3 separate regions of the Zea mays genome follow, and all the other regions are linked to region 1. A link is a contact called in public Hi-C data. All regions are on one chromosome and are shown on one strand. The core of a region is the stretch at or near the end of the contact, and the rest is flanking DNA. Distances in the headings are between cores, read along the strand shown. Region 1 holds the start of LOC100273200 (Sterile alpha motif (SAM) domain-containing protein). Region 2 holds the start of LOC100274448 (putative serine peptidase S28 family protein). Region 3 holds the start of LOC103629709 (PX domain-containing protein EREL1).

Evidence for each region. Hi-C and Micro-C count contacts between places; a contact is called where the count stands out from the background.
Region 2: a Hi-C map of bundle sheath shows a contact between it and region 1, with 1.9 times the contacts expected there. The contact joins the promoter of LOC100274448 here to the promoter of LOC100273200 in region 1. A contact is called at or near these places in 3 of 25 Hi-C or Micro-C datasets (bundle sheath, leaf and leaf mesophyll).
Region 3: a Hi-C map of tassel shows a contact between it and region 1, with 3 times the contacts expected there. The contact joins the promoter of LOC103629709 here to the promoter of LOC100273200 in region 1. A contact is called at or near these places in 2 of 25 Hi-C or Micro-C datasets (endosperm and tassel).

Annotation. Positions count from the first base shown.
Region 1 is chr6:106,566,583-106,569,699 of Zm-B73-REFERENCE-NAM-5.0, forward strand. LOC100273200 (Sterile alpha motif (SAM) domain-containing protein) reads left to right here and starts at 1,793. Exons shown (of 1, transcript XM_008650816.4): 1 at 1,793-2,910. The coding sequence starts at 2,048. The coding sequence ends at 2,653. It overlaps LOC103629704, which reads left to right. Exons shown (of 9, transcript XM_023300363.1): 9 at 1-631. The coding sequence ends at 380.
Region 2 is chr6:106,228,410-106,231,769 of Zm-B73-REFERENCE-NAM-5.0, forward strand. It overlaps LOC100274448 (putative serine peptidase S28 family protein), which reads left to right and starts at 1,443. Exons shown (of 10, transcript NM_001148807.1): 1 at 1,443-2,070; 2 at 2,670-2,850; 3 at 2,973-3,106. The coding sequence starts at 1,570.
Region 3 is chr6:106,993,361-106,996,616 of Zm-B73-REFERENCE-NAM-5.0, forward strand. It overlaps LOC103629709 (PX domain-containing protein EREL1), which reads left to right and starts at 1,363. Exons shown (of 10, transcript XM_008650820.3): 1 at 1,363-1,847; 2 at 3,147-3,256. The coding sequence starts at 1,728.

The sequences.
Region 1 (3,117 bases), core at 543-3,042:
GGGAAGAGGTGTGCTCGACGGCGGGGCGCCTGACGCCGGCGATGTACTCGCAGATGGTCGCCGTGGCCGGCCTCAGCGACGGGCTGAGGCGGCAGTCCCCGGCCCTGGCCGACGTCGCGAGCTGCGTGACCGTGCGGCGCGCGTTCCGGACGGTGGGCCAGCGCGGCTGCCCCCCGCTGCGGCGGGACAGCCGCCGGGTGTACCAGGCGCTGCTCGCGGCGTCGGCGGCCGGGATGCTCGCCGCGGCCGCGTGGCTCGTGCACTCCCGGGAGCGGCGGCGGCGGCGGGACAGCGAGCGGTTCAAGGTGTCGCCGTACAGGCTCCCCATCGAGGACAAGGTGCTGCTCAACAGCCCCAGACGGCCGTACAGGCGAGTGTAGCTGTAGTGTAAACACAAGCTTGGTCATCGACCAGACGCTGACGGATCGGATCGGACCTCTCGAGCACAGTGACGACGACGGTCCAGTGCAGGTCCGGTAGGGGAGAAAATGGATTCCGAGCAGTTTTGGCAGTACAATTCTGTAAAGTATATAAATGTGTCCTTGTACTGTGGTAACTGTACATGAGTGGCTACGCGAATAAGGTACCTTCTTGGATTGGATCAAACCACACCAGTGTGCCTGTTTGATAAGATCTGGTTTGATTGTTTGTCAAAACAAAACCATGCATGGCTACAACTAAACCAACCCTTCTTGGCGTGAAAGTTGGCATGGCTAAACAAACTCAAAAGGCAGAGTTTTTTTACGGCTCGTTCATTTGTCTCGGATTGGTGGGTCAGAACGATTCATAACCGGATTGTTTATCTAATTTATATAAATTTTGATTAGCTGGAACGATTCCGGGTGCAATCCGACACAAACGAATAAGGCCTTATACAGAACGATGCAAACAATGCCAAGAAGATAGAGTCATTTATAGCCGTCGCATTTGTTTGAGGCATGCAGCTCCAGCCAGTCTAGCTATAGATTCCAACTGCGACTCAGTCCAAATTTCGCCCATGCCTAATCTTTTACGTATCGATCTCGTGACTTTCTCTGCTACTACTACTAGTACAATCCTAGGTCGCTCCCGAATTTTCTACCAAAACGAAGCAGTAACACGCACTGTAACAGACATGTAGGGCCCGTGGGCCACCACCCACGTCGTCGCCCGTCCGTCCCTTCCGTGTCCGTCGTCCTTCTCCTTCCCGGCTCGTGCCACCCTCCCTCAGACATCTCAAATGAAGTCTCAAGTGGATAGAGAATTACATATCACACATGCGCCTTCCGCACAATGCAGCAGAGTGTGCCGGCCACAAAGTGCCCGCCCGGCAACTTTTAACAGCCCTCACACGCTAGTAAATTTTTTAGCCCTTATTTAAATGCACTAGAGCTAATAATTATCTCTAACTTTTTAGCCGATTCAAACCGGGCCGCCTTAGTTTATTCATGCTGTAAAGGAGAGCCAGCATCCATTAGCTGCAGCAGCTCCACGCACTTTGCAGGGGCATGCATGTGACCAATCGAGAGGCCGTGCCCGTGCCCGTGCCCACAAGATTTGGTGGTGCATGGTGGCAGGATGGAGATGGTGGACCGCGAACTGCGTCATCAGATCGATCAGCCTGCTGACAGCCTTTGGAGCTTCGTCATCTGTTGGTTACTTGTACCCGTGCACCGAAGCCAAGCTTGCTTGTATGTAATGTACATACCGCGTTGGCGCCACAGCGCTACGTCCACGAATTTAACTCGCTGAATCCGCGTGAGGTGGCAGGCAGCCTTGTCATGTGCCAAGGCAAGGCAAAGCATGTGAGCTTGGCCGTGCAACGCCTCTGCAGCCGCGAGCTTCTAGCCCTGTGCTGTGCTGTGCATGCCTTCCTATAAATCCTAGCGCGCGAGTAGTTGCGGCGAGCCGGGCAGTGAGGGGGCCTGCAGTGAGTGCGGGCGCTGGGTCCTGTACTCCTGTCCTGTCCTGTCCTGTCCTGTGTGCTCACTGGCCGCTCAGCCGCGCGGGAAGTGTAGGTTGGTGGACAGGGAAGCTGAGGGCAGGCTGCCTGCAACGCCAATACGCCATGGACGACGACTGGTGCGCGTGGCTGGCGCGGACGGGGCTGGCGCCGGCGCTGGCGCACGAGTACGGGCGCCTCTTCAGCCGGAACGAGCTGGAGCCCGGGGACGCGGCGCACTTCGACCACGACCTGCTCAAGAGCATGGGCATCGCCGTCGCCAAGCACCGCCTCGAGATCCTCAAGCTGGCCAAGGAGCAGGCCGCCGCGTCGTCGGGCTCGCGGCTCGCGCGCAGGGCCACCAGGTGCCTGTCGCGGTGCGTGCGCCGGCTGGCCGGAGGCGGCGCAAGGCGGGGCGCGCCGTCGTCGGTCGCCGCCGTCGTCCCGAGGATCTGCAGCGGCGACGACGCCGTCCAAGTCGGCGCCGTGCAGCGGAAGAGCACCGGTAGCGCCGCCAAGAAGATGGTGCTCATGATCACCGACGGCGCCGCTGCCGTCGCCGGAGCGGGCGGCCTCAGCGGCGGCGGCGGCGCGAGGCTGTCGTCGGCGAAGGCGAGCCTGATGTTCCACGACGAGGAGTGCGGAACGGAGGAGGAGGAGGAGGGCGGCGCGGGCACCGGCAATGACGACATCAAGTGGGACTCCATGTTTCAGGACCTCAAACCCACGTGAAGATAAAGTTGCTTTGCTTGTCTCCTCTCCGATCTCCGGCAGCTCGGGTTCGGTGCTGCTGCGTCAGTCGTTGTCATAGCTTTGCTTTTGTGGAATTGTGGTGGAGAGGATTTTAGTAAACTCTCAACCGTGGTGTTCGTCGTTTTCAGTTCCCTGAGAAGAGAAGGAAGAATGCGTGTTTCGTAATGTTGAGCAAATAATGTCGAAAATGTGTAATTTCCCCCGTCGGTTTTGCAGTATCTAAGCTTCAGCACGAATCAGAGACCAGCCGGGTTTTCCTAGTGGGGTGATTTGGTTTGGTGGAAAAATGGTGAGGACGGTGAGGATGCTCGTGGGTCGCAGACTGCAGGTTGAGTCTGTTTAGAACCCTGTAACCTGTATGCCTGACCATTGCCATCGCAAGACCATTTTTTACTCTCCAGACCAGATTATACAAATCGTAATTACAACGTTATCTTTCTATA
Region 2 (3,360 bases), core at 193-2,692, 340 kb before region 1:
TATATCCATATGTCCTTTTACTCTAGTAGCAGCAATTTTGTGGCGCTAGATGGCCAGCACAAATCCATCTCCGTTGGCGATTGCTGGCACCTGTGTTTTCCCGTCGCGTGGCAGGCACCGAGCCCCACGAGTAAAACATCTGAATCACCTCCTGTTGCCAGCTGCAAGCGCCAGCAGCAGGCGGCCTCGGCAAACACGACAGCGGGCCGGGCGGGCCTCAATCGCGTGACGATTTGGCATCGTACGCCAGAATCTTTCAAAGGCTTGAGAACTGGGTTACTGTTTCCCGAACGCTCGGAGTTGGGCCCAGCCCAAACTGGAAACAATGTGCCGCGCTCCCTAACGTGGTTTGGCAGCAAACGTCATCAGGATAATTAAAGGTGCTACTATTGCTGTACTGCAGTTTTCAGTTAGGGGTGGTAATGGATCACGATTCAAATATTTCTTCACAATAAGTTATGACCCTTAATTAATTTTAGTTCAAAAATTAATAGGAATAGTGTCCGATCATAATCCGATTCGATCCTTGAAATGTATAGTGTAAAATCTAGAGCCCATTACCACCCCTAGTTGCAGTCAAGTTAACAATCTGTTCTATGGAAAAAAAATGAAGGTGACAAGCTAGAAGGGGAAAAAGCCAATCCAGTTATTTCACTTGTGACGCACGCATGCATCATCAGGTTGACAGGTTGAGAAACTGTAGAACTTTTTAAACACTCTTGTACTGTAATAACTTGCAGCTCCGCTGGTGATTCAGCAGCAACCGGAGCCCCCTTTCACCCCTTCAGACGGTGGATGCAGCTGCAGCTGCTGGTGCGTCAACTGTCAGTGGCCAGAACTGTGCCACAACGTGGTGGCCGGCTGCAGGCCAGCAGCAGAGCCAGGCACAGGGAGTCGAGGACGGAGCTGCTGCTGCTGCTGCTCTGACGAGCGTGCGTATCCGACAACAGCAGGCAGCGGTGTGAGCGCTAGCCGGCCTGTCTGTCTGGATGTCTTGTATGTCTTCACATGAAACGGGGATTGATTATTCAAATGTATACGGAGAGGACCATGTCAGAAACATATTGCGGGTTTTGGATTTCGGTCGGAGTATCATCTTTGAGCTGAGCAGTTCGTGCGTCGCTGTTCTAAGCCTTTGTGCCCTTTTGCTGTTATAGATGAGAGGTCGGGATCATTGGCAGCGGTGGTGTGGGCCAATCCTCTGCCCATGGCTCCGCGGACGCCGCGCCATGCTGGAGCACTTTGGTTCTGTGGTAGTGCTACACCCTAAACCCTTTTAGAAAAAGCAAGGCGCAAAGCATACCTACATACATACGCATGGAATCATTTCGATTTGAAGGCGGCGGTTGACAGCCGTTTTCGTGCATAAGACCGTCCGTCCGCAAACAAAGCTAGTTGCCACACCAAAGACCAAACTTGGCTCGTGTCGTGTCTCAGTGTCTGCCACCGAGACAAAAATCGTCGTCAGAAATTTAACGACGCATATTCGTCTGACTGACCCGCCCGTGCGCCTTCCTCCCGCCTCCCCTTCCACCACCAAGAGTGACGACAGAGAGACAGACAGAGAGAATGGCGGCGCCAGATGCCCGGCCCTCGTCAGCCGGTCCACCGCCGGCCCGCTCCCTCCTCCTGCCTCTCCTGCTCGTGCTCCTCCTCGCGGCCTACTCGCTCCCAGCCGACTCAGCAGCGCGCCCGTCCTCCAACTCCAACCCACGGCCTGCCTTCACGCCGCCGCTGCTGAAGCGCCACCAGCTGCGGCGCCCGAGCAGCAGCAGCGCCGAGCTCGTCGCCGGGCCCGCCAACGCGTCGACCAAGCCCTTCACGGCGCACTACTTCCCGCAGCTGCTCGACCACTTCGCCTTCACGCCCAACGCGTCCACGGTCTTCCGCCACAAGTACCTCCTCAACGACACCTTCTGGCGCCGGCCCGGCGCCGGCGCCGGCGACGACGGCCCCGGCCCGCTGTTCGTGTACACGGGCAACGAGGGCGACATCGAGTGGTTCGCCACCAACACCGGGTTCATGTTCGACATCGCGCCCACGTTCGGCGCCCTCCTCGTCTTCATCGAGGTACGTATATATATACCAGTAAGTAAGTAATCGTGGTTGCTTGCTTACTCCGGATGAGCTGGAGCGGCCGGCTCCTCCACTCCACGGGAGCCGGAGGAGAAGAATCCTATATATACCTCCTACCAGAAGAGACCGTAGCATAGAAACTCGCGTAATCTTAGATGAATTAGCCACCATGGGCATGCAATTTTCTTCGCGAGCGTTTTGAGCTGCCGGTCCAATGATGTCTGAAACTCTGAATGCTATCAAGATACTAACACAAGTCAAACCAACGGGGGAAAAAAAAATCTTCTGCTCCACATCTACCCAAGACTAACGTTTCGCTGTCGGTATCACTGACCGACATGTTCTTTGCTGACGCTGACGTTGCTTTGTCGCAAACTCGCATCGCATATACAAGGAGCTAGCTGGAAGAAGAGGAGAGGAAAGAAAGAAACGTCGCAGAAAAAGAAAGGGTGAAAAATCACAGCTAGCTGCATCACTCGACCACTAGTTTCCCAGCTTGTCTGAAACCTACCGCGCGCGCGCTTGCCTCTGGCTCTGCCACCACTGACGAAACCGTTTCTTTCTTCCATTGCCTGTCTGCCACCGACGAACAGCACCGGTTCTACGGGGAGTCGAAGCCGTTCGGGAACGACTCGTACAGGTCGGCCGAGACGCTGGGCTACCTCACGTCCACGCAGGCGCTGGCCGACTTCGCCGTCGTCATCAGGGGCCTGAAGCGGGACCTCGGCGCCGAGGCCGCTCCCGTCGTCGTCTTCGGCGGCTCCTACGGCGGAAGTAAGTCGTCGGCCGTCGAGCATGTGCTGCTTGTACAGTTGTACGACTACAAGGGGAACATGACAAGCAGCAGGTTGTGTGCTCCACTGATGATGCTTCATGCTCGTTGTTTTCGTTTGCAGTGCTGGCTTCCTGGTTCAGGCTCAAGTACCCCCACGTCGCCATTGGTGCCCTAGCTTCCTCCGCGCCGATCCTGCAGTTCGACCACATAACGCCGTGGAGCAGCTTCTACGACGCCGTCTCGCAGGACTTCAAGGTAACAAAATTATGGAGCACTTCAGTGTCATCAGTGGCAGCTTCCAAACCCCACAGCTTCTGACCTGTGTTGCCCAGCTCTGCTTGCCGGTGTGGGCTCTGAACCAATATCATGTAGTAAGGACACATCGGTTAGCATGTCTTTCAGGGGTCTGGAGGACCAGTGAGCGCTCAGCGTTTTCAGTTGGTTAGCTGCACCTGCAATTTGACACCTTCCTCCTCACTTGTCCCTGCACTGCTCACGAACAGCAAAAC
Region 3 (3,256 bases), core at 113-2,612, 430 kb after region 1:
TGTAGAATAAAAAAAAACTTGTGCGGCAACATCAACTCGTATAAAGATGCATGATTTGGCTTACGGCATATTCACCCCACAGACAGGATCTAAGTTGGAATTTACAATACAGATAATTAGTACTAAAGTTTAGCTATACTAAAGTTTAGCTAAAAGTGTAGTGTGAAACTTCAACACCATGATCCAAATAGATCCTAATTAATTGTTTATTTTGATGAGGATCGTTAATCTCTTATTAGAGGCATGTTTGCAAGCACACCAGTTTTTTAATAACCACTTTATATCCCTAGTTTATAGGTACCGGTTTACGAAAATAGTTGGGTGGAGGTGTTTAAAACCCAGTTTCTAAAAAGCCAGTTTCTAGTTTTTTTTATAACTACTAGCATACTCTTTCTCTATTTCAAAAAACGGTGACAATAGATGTAGATTCTATGAGTAATTAAACACACCAAAGCTAGGTTTATCTATGGGAGAGTAGCTTTTTGGTTTTTAAGAAATTAGAAATTTTGTTTCTATAAACTGGGACATAAACCCATATATTTCAAACTACTATAGTTTCTATAAATCGAGCAATGACTACTATGCAAACAGACATTAGGTGCAAGCCTGCAAGCAAGTCTCTTGATCCGTTAAATTTAGACCCAACCTTATATCATATTTTGCACTTAAAACCTTCCACCATATTCTCTTGTATCTTTATAAAAAACCTAATAAATCACGGTTGCATTTACGGTTGAATCTAAATCTAACCGACCATAAGGCATGTATGTTTGTACCTAGTGTATATTTGTATAGTAGTTGTCCTATAAATCAGTTTCTCAAAAACTGGGTGCTTTCAAACACGCTCTAGGTTGCACGACATAAGGCCCTGTTTAGGACAACTCTAGCCCCAAAATTTTGGTAGAGTTGGAGGAGCAAATCATTAGGTGCTACATAAAATTGTGGAGCTAGAGCTGTAAGACTTTAGAAGACATTTAAACATGTCATTTTGTTTATTATTTAAATTAAAAATATTTTTAAAACTATTTAAATTGGTATTATAAACTACATCTCCAAACTAGAGCTTTAACCTAGAGCCATCCCAGACACACACTAAGGGGTATTTGGAATCAAAGTATTTTTGGAGTTTTAAGACAAAACCATGATATTTAAGAATACCATTTTTTTCAAGAGGTGTTTGGTTACACTGTAAAAAAACTCTGTTTTAAATATCGTAGTTTTATGGATACTATGATATGTTTTGAGTATTTGAAACTTCACTCTAATCTAAAGTTTTTGTCTATGATTAATTTTGCATATGTATACTAAATATCATTGTTCAGATACTTTGTCTTTAAACACACATTGCTAAAAGTGTTGTAAAAAATACGGTTATGTAATGACATTTTAAAAAACATAGTGTTCAAAAACATGCAACTCGTGAGCCGACAGATCCGCATCGCTCCAAGCTACCGCTCCCGCCCAGCTCGCACCACGGCGATGGAACCAACCGTGGAAGGGACGGCCAAGGGCGGACGCTGCCCTGGCTGGCGTTGACAGTTAGATGCGACCGCGGGAGCGTCCGTCCAACCGCCACCGCGTCTGCCTCAGCTCCGCGCCTCCGCCTAGCCTCCTCTAATCTCCAGCCCAGTAGTGGCAGACTAGAATCGTGGGCGCGACGCCTCGGCTGATTCGTCCGCCCCGATCCCACCACCACCGTACTCCGCGGGCGACGTCGGCCGCTAGCGATGGCGACGTCGTCGTCGGCGGGGGCGCGCAAGAAGGCCCCCAGCCCCCCGAAGCACCGCCACGATGGCACCTCGCCGCTGCCGCTCGGCATGGACTGGAGCCCTCCCCCGAAGAGATGGGTAAGCGCCCGCGACCCCCTCCCCCATCTCTCCTACCGAACCTCGTTGAGCTGCGCCGTCCGGCTCATCTCAATCTGTGTGCCGCTTTGATCACGGATGCAGACACGGGTCTCGCCAGGTGAGTTACTGCCTACTTCAAGGGCTAGATTTGGTGCTGGTTCGGTCCGCTCCGGGGATGTAGATGTGGTTTACTGGGTTGTCGATTATGGGCAAGCGTTTTCCACATGAATTTTGCTGCAGCTAGCGTGCTAGTATATTGGTGCAACCTGTGTCCAGGTATCAATGTGCGGGCTGGGATCTGCAGTAAAATTCACCAAAAGGCGACCCGTTGTTGGTGTTGATGATTAAGTAACTTAGAGCTTTCCTTAAATTAGGGTTTTGGATTTCTCGTGTTTCACTGGCAAACAGTAGAATATGCCCTTCACAAATTAGTTTACTTGGCGTGGGATTGAATGAGTCAATTTCATTTTTGCCCCTTTGTTCAGTTTACTAGGGTTTTGGATTATGTTTCTCTTGAAAGGAGTTGATTATATATTCCATGGTGTACTTTTGCTGAGTGGGATTGCGAAAATCAGATGTACCCAAGTTTCGAAAGATTTGGAGGAGTTTTATACGGAGTTGTATTTTGAAATATAGGACTAACGCCAAAAAACTGCTCCAACAGGGGTTCTATTTCACAAAAAAACATCAAATAATTATTGGACTCGGCCTCTCAGGTCCTAAATATAGGACACCATATGCTGGAGCCTTATCCTCGTTTTTGTATGTTATTACTAGCCTTTTATTTCCTAAATAACATGATCTATTTCCTAACAACATTGGCATATGACTCAACTGTTGGAGCTGTAAATGTTTTTGTGGCCCTAAACACTTCAAATCGATCCTATTTTAATTTTTAGGTGTCAAATATAGGACTTCTGGTTGGAGATGCTCCTAGTCAGTAGCTGTCTTCTCTTCTGTGGAGTCTTGAGTGTAACTTTGCTTACCTGGAATATAGCTGGCAAGTTGTAATTCATCTGGCTGATTGATTGATCCTTTCCATGTTATCATTTAAATTTCTTCCTATGTTGTTCCAATGATCACTACTGGCTGAAATAATTATGCATGCTTGATGGACAAAATTTGCTAACGCCATGCATATGTGGCAGAATTTCCATGAAAAGCTGTCCATGCTCTAGCAGGTTTCCATTAGTTAAGAAACATTCTATCTACTCACTATATTATTTGTTTCAACACACCTCTGAAACTATCTTTTGGTCAACGCATCTCATGGGCTCATTGCCTATTGACTGCATACAGGAGGGAAGGAACACCATATGGCCACATAATCCTCAAACAGGTTGGAGTTACTGTGTGATGATACCTTCTTGGATCACTCAAACACCTGAAACTGGTGTGACCGCTGATAG